Linked DNA regions of Mus musculus: region 2 is linked to region 1. A link is a contact called in public promoter capture Hi-C data. All regions are on one chromosome and are shown on one strand. The core of a region is the stretch at or near the end of the contact, and the rest is flanking DNA. Distances in the headings are between cores, read along the strand shown.

What was found. Promoter capture Hi-C pulls out the DNA fragments that hold promoters and counts their contacts.
Region 2: a promoter capture Hi-C map of the HPC-7 cell line shows a contact between it and region 1. The contact joins the promoter of Zfp61 here to the promoter of Zfp324 in region 1. A contact is called at or near these places in 4 of 39 promoter capture datasets (the HPC-7 cell line, cranial neural crest, frontonasal cranial neural crest and 1 more) and 1 of 9 other capture datasets (pancreatic islet).

Annotation. Positions count from the first base shown.
Region 1 is chr7:12,963,510-12,967,642 of GRCm38.p6, reverse strand. Zfp324 (zinc finger protein 324) reads right to left here and starts at 1,805. Exons shown (of 4, transcript NM_178732.4): 1 at 1,344-1,805. The coding sequence starts at 1,427.
Region 2 is chr7:24,297,430-24,301,562 of GRCm38.p6, reverse strand. Zfp61 (zinc finger protein 61) reads left to right here and starts at 2,014. Exons shown (of 7, transcript NM_009561.2): 1 at 2,014-2,370; 2 at 3,188-3,289; 3 at 3,825-3,990.

The DNA.
Region 1 (4,133 bases), core at 556-3,055:
CCCATCAAATCAGTCCACTCTGGGACATCACACATGCCTGGTCTTTCCTGTGTCTACAGTAGTTCCATCCTCCCAGGTGCTCAGGCTGACCAATAGAGTTCTTCACACAACACTGATGCATCAGCAGATCTACTCATAATTCAGCCACCTTAACCACTACCATGACTAATCTCATGCAGGGACCACCATCATTCACATAGACCAAGGGCTACTAGCCTCTGTTCTACATAATAATATGAATTATTATACATATTATTCCACCACGTCTGTTCTACGCTCAGAAAAAGAGAAGATGCTTTTAAAATCTTAATTAGGTGTCTGGGTGTGGTAGCACAGGCCTTTCATTCCAACACTCGGGAGGCAGAAGCAAGTGGATCTCTGTGAGTTCCAGAACAGCCTGGTCTAATTGTACATTTCCAGCACAGCCATGGTTACATAGTGGGACCCTGTCTCAAGGGTCCTACATACCAAGTTGCAGACCAGCTAGATTTACACAGTGAGATTGTCTTTCAAAACAAAACCCCAAAGCCTGGGGCTAGAGAGATGGCTCAGCGGTTAAGAGTATGTGCTGCTCTTTCAAAGGGCATGAATTCAGCTCCCAGTGTCCACATTAGATGACTCACAAGTGCCTACAACAAAGTTCCCCGGGAACCAACACTCATATGCATAGACCCACAAAAGTACACATAAAAATTTTAAAAATCACTCTTAAAAATCTTAACTGGGAACTGTCCAGTCTGTGTTTAAAGCACTCTGTCTTCCGATGCCTCTGGGACAGAGTCCCAATTCCTCTGCCTGCTGTTTCAGACACACAAGACCTCCCTTCCTTGGTTATTCCACGTCTAAATTGCTAAATACCAGGCTGGGATGAAAGTTTGTAGTGTTTGCATGGTATGCACAAGGTCTTGGGGTCCATCCCCAGTACGGAATAAACTGTGTGTGCTCAAGCATGCCTGAAAACCTAGCACTATGGAAGCAGAAGCAGAGGGACCAGAAGGGCAAGGCCATTTCTTGGCTGCATATCTAATTAGCGGCCAGCCGCGCGAGAGAGAGAGAGAGAGAGAGAGAGAGAGAGAGAGAGAGAGAGAGAGAGAGAGAGAGAGAGAGAGAGAGAGAGAGACTTCAAAATATAAAAGTCTCACCTTGGCGTTTGCACATGTGGGTGCTTTCCTTTAACTTTTCCCCAGACCTTACCCACTTGGCTGTCACAAGTGAGGCTTCCACACCCGCACGCCTCACTCACCTGGACTATGATGTTGGAAGCAACTGGGTCCCTCCCCACAGTACAGTAAGAGGGCAAGCCAGGACACCTGGTGGGTCCTTGGAAAGATTCCTACACTCACCCGCGGTGGATTTGTCAGCGGCCAGGTTGCCGCCGCCGGAATCTGCAGTGGGGGCGGGGCATGACGGGCGAGAGACCTGGGCATAGCCCGTCCCCGCCCACGGCCTCGCGCAGCCCGCCTGGGCCTCAGTTTCCCGGTCAGAAAAGGGCGTTGTACGCCCAGAGGACTCCTGGCGGGCTGCGGCTGGGGGATGGAGAGTTCGTGGCTTCGGCACAACCCTAACGGTCTCCGCTGCAGCCTATGAGCCAACAGGGAATACTGAGGCTTGGAGGCAGAGCTGCGGGCTTGCAGTGCCGACGTGTACCGAGCCAAGGTTAGAATCGGGCAACTGCGAGTACTATCCTTATTTGCTCTAGTCTTGGGTCCCCAGAACCTCCTCGAGATTTGCAGAGTCGGCCAGGCCTTTCGTGCACCAATCGGGATCACCCGTGTGGCCTTAAGCCAGTCTGCAAAGTGACAACCCAGACCGCCGGAAGCCCCGCCTCTCCTATCCGCGTTGGCCCAATGCACAGCACGGATGCTCGGGTAAACGTAGTTCCTGCTGACTTGCCTGAATGACAGGAGGGTGCCTTCCTGGTATCCATGGCGGGTATCCAAAGCATCTTTTCTCCCTACCTCCCAGCCTTAGCTGGAAAGTGAAGTTTACCACCACCGTCCGGTTTCAGCCAGGCCTGAGCACTAACAGAGACTCCTGGGTAGGTCCCCGCTCTGGGCAAGCGGCCCAGGACCAAAACCTGAAGATTCAGAAGTGGAAACTTGGAGATTTCGGGAGGCAGGCGACACAAGCTGGGAGCACAAAAGAAAAAACGTATGGGGAATCCCTTCTAAAGAGACGGCAGCAGTGGGCGTGGTGGCACACACCTGTAGCCTCAGCACTTGGGAGGCAGAGGCAAGATCTCTGATTTCAAGGCCAGCATGGTCTACAAAGAGAGTTCCAGGGCAATTCAACGGTTAAGATCATTGACTGTTCTTCCAGCAGATCCGGGCTCAAATCACCACAAGGCAGCTCACAACTATCTGTAATTCCAGTTCCAGAGGACCCAACACTTTCAGACATACACGCAAGCAAAACACCAATGCCAATGCGCATGGGAAATAAATAGACAGAAAAGCCTTAGATCAGATCCATGATGGCGCATACCTTTAATCTCAGCACTCAGAAGAGAGAGAGGCAGGAGGATCATTGTAAACTTAAGGCCATCCTAGACTACATAGCAACTTCCACACCAACCGCGATCACATACGGAGATAACATGCTCAGGCAGTTTCCCTCTGTGTGGCCAGCTGCAGAGACAGAGTTGGGTTTCGGCCTCTCTTTCTATTCCCCTATCTCAGTCTTGGAAAGAGTGAAGGTCAATGTTGCGAGCTCTTATTTCAGACCCTTGCACATCAACTAGTTTCTATGCTTGGCTGCTTGTCCTTAGGACACCTGTTCTTCCCTCTTTTCCACACATCACAATATTGATTCTTTATTTCCTTGGGGCCAATCTAAGTGATATGTGAGATTTTGGAAAGGCAGGGCAGTCTCAGTGAAGACTGGCCCTGTTATTGGAGGACAGGAAAAGGTTTTTCTCTATTCTGCAGCATGTGAGGGATCTTCTTTCAGGATTCTCATTTCTCCTGTGTTGGGTTCCTTAGTTCTATGTATGCTTGTCTCTATATAGAAGTTCCTTGGGTCTCTTGTTAAGGGTGGGCTAATGCAGCCCCTAAGTACAGTGGGTTCTCAAACAGCGTGGGTTGAGAGCTGGCTGTGGTAGCAGCTACTATCCCAGTACTCAGGAGGCAGAGGCAGAAGGACCAGAGCTTCTTTCACGAGCAGCTGTAGCTATAGTGTGAATTTGAGATCAGCCTGGGCGACAAGAGACAATGATTACAGAACTTAGAAAGCTACACCAGGAGATTTGTCACAAATTTAAGGCCAGCCTAGACTATAGAGTGAGTCTGTCCCCCCCACCTCCCTGTCTCCGCGCACACACCAGAAGAAGCCAGGTGTGGTAGTACATGCTTGTAATCCCAGAACTTTGCAGAAAGACTAAGGACAATTAATTCAAAGTCATTTTTTAGTGTACAGTGAGTTCAAAAGCAGCCTGGAATAAATACATGGGGCCCTGAATCCAAGAGAAGAAAGTGACCAGTAAGATGGTCCAGCAAGTTAAAGGCACTTGTCACCAAGCCTGCCACCCTGTTTCCGTCCCCAGATGGAAGAGAATGGACTCATTCCAGTTGTCCTCTACCTTCTACTGAGTGCCACAGCACACAGGCACCTACACTCGTTCGCACACGAGAGAAAGAAATTTCTTTAAAGGAAAGAAAAGGCTGGTTGAGGTGGTATGAGCCTTAAATCCCAATACTCCAGGGACAGGCTGATAGTCTTTGTGAGTTCAAGGCCAGACTGATCTACAAAAGATTTCCAGGCCAGCCAGGGCTAAATATGAGGCCAAACAAAACAAAACAAAACAAAACAAAACTAGGGGCTGGAGAAATGTCCCAACACTTACTGACCTTGCAGAAGACCCAGGTTTCATTCACACCAGCCTTCTCACAACTGCCTATAATTCTAGTGTCAAGGGATCCAATACCTTCAGGCCTCCAAGGGCACCTGTATACAGGTGGTGCTCATAAATTCATGCAGGCACATGCTATATACAAACCTTTAAAATAGGAAAGCAAGTGCAACAAAATAGCCACAGCAGGTCTAGTGGTGACATTGGCATGCAAGCCCAGCTTCTCCAGAGACTGAGGCAGGAGGATTACAAGTTCACAGTCTCGGCTACATAGTAAGTTCAAAGC
Region 2 (4,133 bases), core at 765-3,264, about 11 Mb before region 1:
GGAGAGATAGATGGCTCAGTGGTTAAGAGCACTGGCTGCTCTTCCAGAGGTCCTGAGTTCAATTCCCAGCAACCACACGGTGGCTCATAACCACCTGTAATGGGATCCGGTGCCCTCTTCTGGTGTGTCTGAAGACAGCTACAGCGACAGTGTACTCACATACATAAAATAAGTAAATCTTTAAAAAAATTCCAAAAGAATTAGAAAGCAAGAAAAAGGAATTGCATATTTAAAATAATCAATCTATTTTTATGCCAAAAGTGGTTTCTGAGTCAGCTATGGGCCACAGTAACTATCTCCAACTTGAGTCTAAAGTCAGTGAAATAAACACGGAGCTCAGTTGATTGAAAAGAAAATGATGAGAAACAAGCTAATGAAATAAAGGCAAGCTCTCACTGTATAGGCAACAGCTTCCATCATTTCTTGTAAAGAAGCAGGGACTGAGAAACTTCAGGAGACCAAGGAGAACAAAGCCAGTTTTGGCGGAGAAGGGGCCGGGGGCGGGGCCGGGGCGGAGCTAGTAGAAGCGAAGGGGCGGGGTAGAGGAGAAGGCAGTAGGGACAGAAGGAACTCTGAGACAGCTGAGCCAGGAGAAGCTGAGCTGAGTAGACAGGCAGAGCCGATGTTATAGCTTGGAGCGGTTAGAATGGGGAAAGCCGGAGAAGGACTGTTTACGCTGTTGGAAAACTGAGGGAGGAGTGGCCGGGAGAAATGTTTGAAGGGGCCTGGGCTGGAAACTGGAAGGAGGGAGTTAAGAGAATGGGTTATGCTGTGAAACAGCCAGCCATTTACATCTAGAATTACTACTACGTTGATCAATGGTAATATATTTAACTTTTCTAAGAGCAACTTTAAAAAATACACAGCTGTCCGCTTTGTATTCTTGCCATCAACATGCGATAGTTCAGTTCTCACATGTTATCATTTTCCCCCCACAAGGTAATTTGCCTATATCCATTTCTTTAAAAAAAATTCTAAAGATAAACATGTCCATGTTTGCTACTCTTATTTCTATTGAAATTGCTGAACCATGTTTGAATCTTCACTCCTTTTAAAAAGTTGGCTCTTGTGCTGGGGTTTATGAGTTTTCAAGGGCTGGCAAGGTGGCTCAGCAGGTAAACACTCCTGTTGCCCAGCCTGACAACCTGAGTTGGGTCCCCTGCACCCACATAGTGACTGCAAGGAGATTTACTCCTGTACGCTGTCCTATGACTTCCTCATTTGCGCTGTAACTGTGAGACCCCGAGCGTTCCCCCAAGCCCGTTTTCCCCGATCTCTGGGGATACAGCCAGAAAGAAGCTCTTTGTTCTCTATAGCCAGCAAAAAGCTTTTTTTTTTTTTTTTTTTTTTTTTTTCTGTGCCTTACAACCAGAGATGCGATAATTGTAGGAAGACCTAGCCAGGCCCTTGCTTGGCTCCCTGTGCCAAGGACACGGAGATAGACACAGGAGAGGAGCTATAGCTCACTCCCCCACCTCGCCAGAGAAGAACTGTTGCCAACTCTCCTCCCAACTCCTCCCAATTCCTCACTTTTCCTTTAAAAGACCCCCCCCCTACTGTTACCTCTGGGGGCCGAACTCCCCTGCCCTGCGCGGTCCTCAGCTAGCTGACAATAAAGCCTCTTGTGGTTTTGCATCAGGTGTGGTTTTATTGGGGTGCCAGCTCATCCCGGGACTTGAGCGGAGGTCTCCCCAGTTTCGGGGGTCTCACATAACATGCACGCACGCTCCCCACGCATGCATGAACACACCAATAAATGATTTATTTTATTTATTTATTTATTTTAGTATTTTGGAAAGTTTATTTATTCACTCACTTATTTATTTATTTATTTATTTATTTATGGATGTTTTCTCTGCATGTTTTGTCTGTGTACCTTGTACATGCAGTGCTCGAGGACGCCACGAGAGAGCGACGGGTCCTCCGGAGCTGGAGCAACTACGGTTTTGAGCTCCGCAGTTAGTAGCGCTCTCCGCACCACGTCATCTCTCCAGCGCCAAAGCCTATACGTCCTAAGGCAGACATCCTCCAATGTAAAGACGTTGCTGTCCAAGACTTTCTTAGGGAGTATGGGAAATGAAAAACAACAGGGAAATCCAATACGGGAGGATGGTGCTCCTCCCCTAGCTTCGGGACCGGCCACCCGCGCCTCTGCATCCTCACTTCCGTTACCACTGAGGGAGCCGAGCGTCACGCACGGTTTCTCCACGCGGAATTCTGGGAACTCGTCGGCTTCAGGCTAGCCTGTAGCCATCTGTCCCCCTGGATTTGAGTTATTTTAGCCAGGAACCTCCAGAATGACCCGCTAGATGCTTCTGAGATCGACAGCAATTGCGTCTCGGGTGAAAAGGAAGGAGCGAGGTTTGAAAGGTAAGGAGCAGCGGCGAGCTCCGGAGGGAGCGTCCTGGTGCCTGCAGGCCCTCGGCGCGAGCGGCTTCTGCAGTGCCCCCGCCCCGCCCCGTCCCCGCAGCCCCCTCTCCCTGCCTGCAGCCCTCTCTCTCCCATTCCGCAGCTCCCCTCCCCTCCTGCCCGCAGCCCTCTCCTGCCTTCAATCTCCTTCTCTGGTCCTGCAGCCCTTTCTTGCAACCCACTCTCCCTGCCCTCAGACCCCCTCTTCCGGCCCGCAGCAGCCCTCCCGCCTGCAGCAGCCCTCCCCTTCTGCAGTTTCCCTCTCCCCTCGTTACCCCCCTCCCTCCCTGCAGCCCTCTTTTCCTCTCTGAAGCCCCCTCTCCCTTCCTGTAGTCCCCCTCACTCCTGCAGCCACCTCCCTCCTGCAGCCCCCCTCTCCGCCTGCGGCCACCGCTCCCCTTCTGCAGCTCCCTCCCTGCTCCCGCGGCGCCCACCTTCTCCACCCCCTAGTCGGCTCTGCTTCTGCCCCTGCCGCACTAGCAGATCTCTCTGTGCATATCTTGGGTGTTCTGCAAAAGACAGACATTAGACCTTCCTAGTAGCATACTTGGAGAGAAAAAAAAAAAAAAAAGGATGGTGAAACACTCAAAACTGCCTGGCATGCAGGTCTCATGGAGAGACCATAGTAATACTTCATCCAGTTCTTGGCCGTCACAGTTGTGACCCATCTATGACCTTTAGAGGAAGGAGCTGGCTGCTTGCAGCAGGTACTGGGGCAGGAACTGTGAGATGTAATGTAGGGAATTTTATAATTTTACAATTTTTGGTTTCCCTGCAGCCCTGACTTCCCAAAAAGCAGTGCTGGAAGCCATAAGTGACTAAGATTGGCTGACGCTGGAGGATGTGTGGGTCGTACACCTGGGATTAACTTTTATTAGAGGTGAGTCTATACAGAGTGTTGTGCCCAGATGGCAGAAACCCCGAAGAGACCACCAGGCACCACAACTCGGAAGCAAGCACACGAACATCCTTGTCCTACTTTGAACTTGGGCCACAGACCTTCCCGATGGGACAGGAAGGAGAGTGACCCCCAGCACTAGGTGAAGGGATGGATAAAGGAAAAAAAAAAAACCCACAAGCGGGGGTTTCTAAGCCTTGGCACTGCATGAGAGGGTAAAAGAGTTTTCTTTCCAAGAACCCAAGGGTGGGGGCCATATCCCAGGCTAGCCTCTGACAATAGGCTGTTCAAACCCACATTTTACTGGTCCAAGCTCCCAGAGGAAGCCAGCCAGTATCATGAATATAGGTTAGCACTGGCTTGCAGGGATCTTGAGAGCGGGCTTTGTACATTTATTGAGACCTGTGTGTGTGTACGTGTGTGTGTACATGTGTGTGTGTGTACATGTATGGACGCCGGATGTCAACCTCGGGTTCCCAGGAACCATCCACTGTTTTTCTGTTTAATATTTATGTAGGGGTGGAAAACGTGAGTTGCGGTGTGGGTGTGGCGATTAGAAGACCACGCTGGGGAGATGCTGCCCATCTACCATCCTGTGTATCCTGAGGACCAAACTCGGGCTTGGTGGTAAAAGCTTTTATCCACCAAATCCTCCCTCGTGGACTTCGAGATTGCCTAATTAGGTGAGGCCAGCTGACCAAGAAGCAGGAGAGATGCCATTATCTGCCTTCGCAGAACTGGCTTTATAGATCTGTGTGTGCCACTGGCATGCAGCCCCCTCCTCCCCAACCCCTGACTTTTCAAGTAAAATGTGCCCTTGGGATGA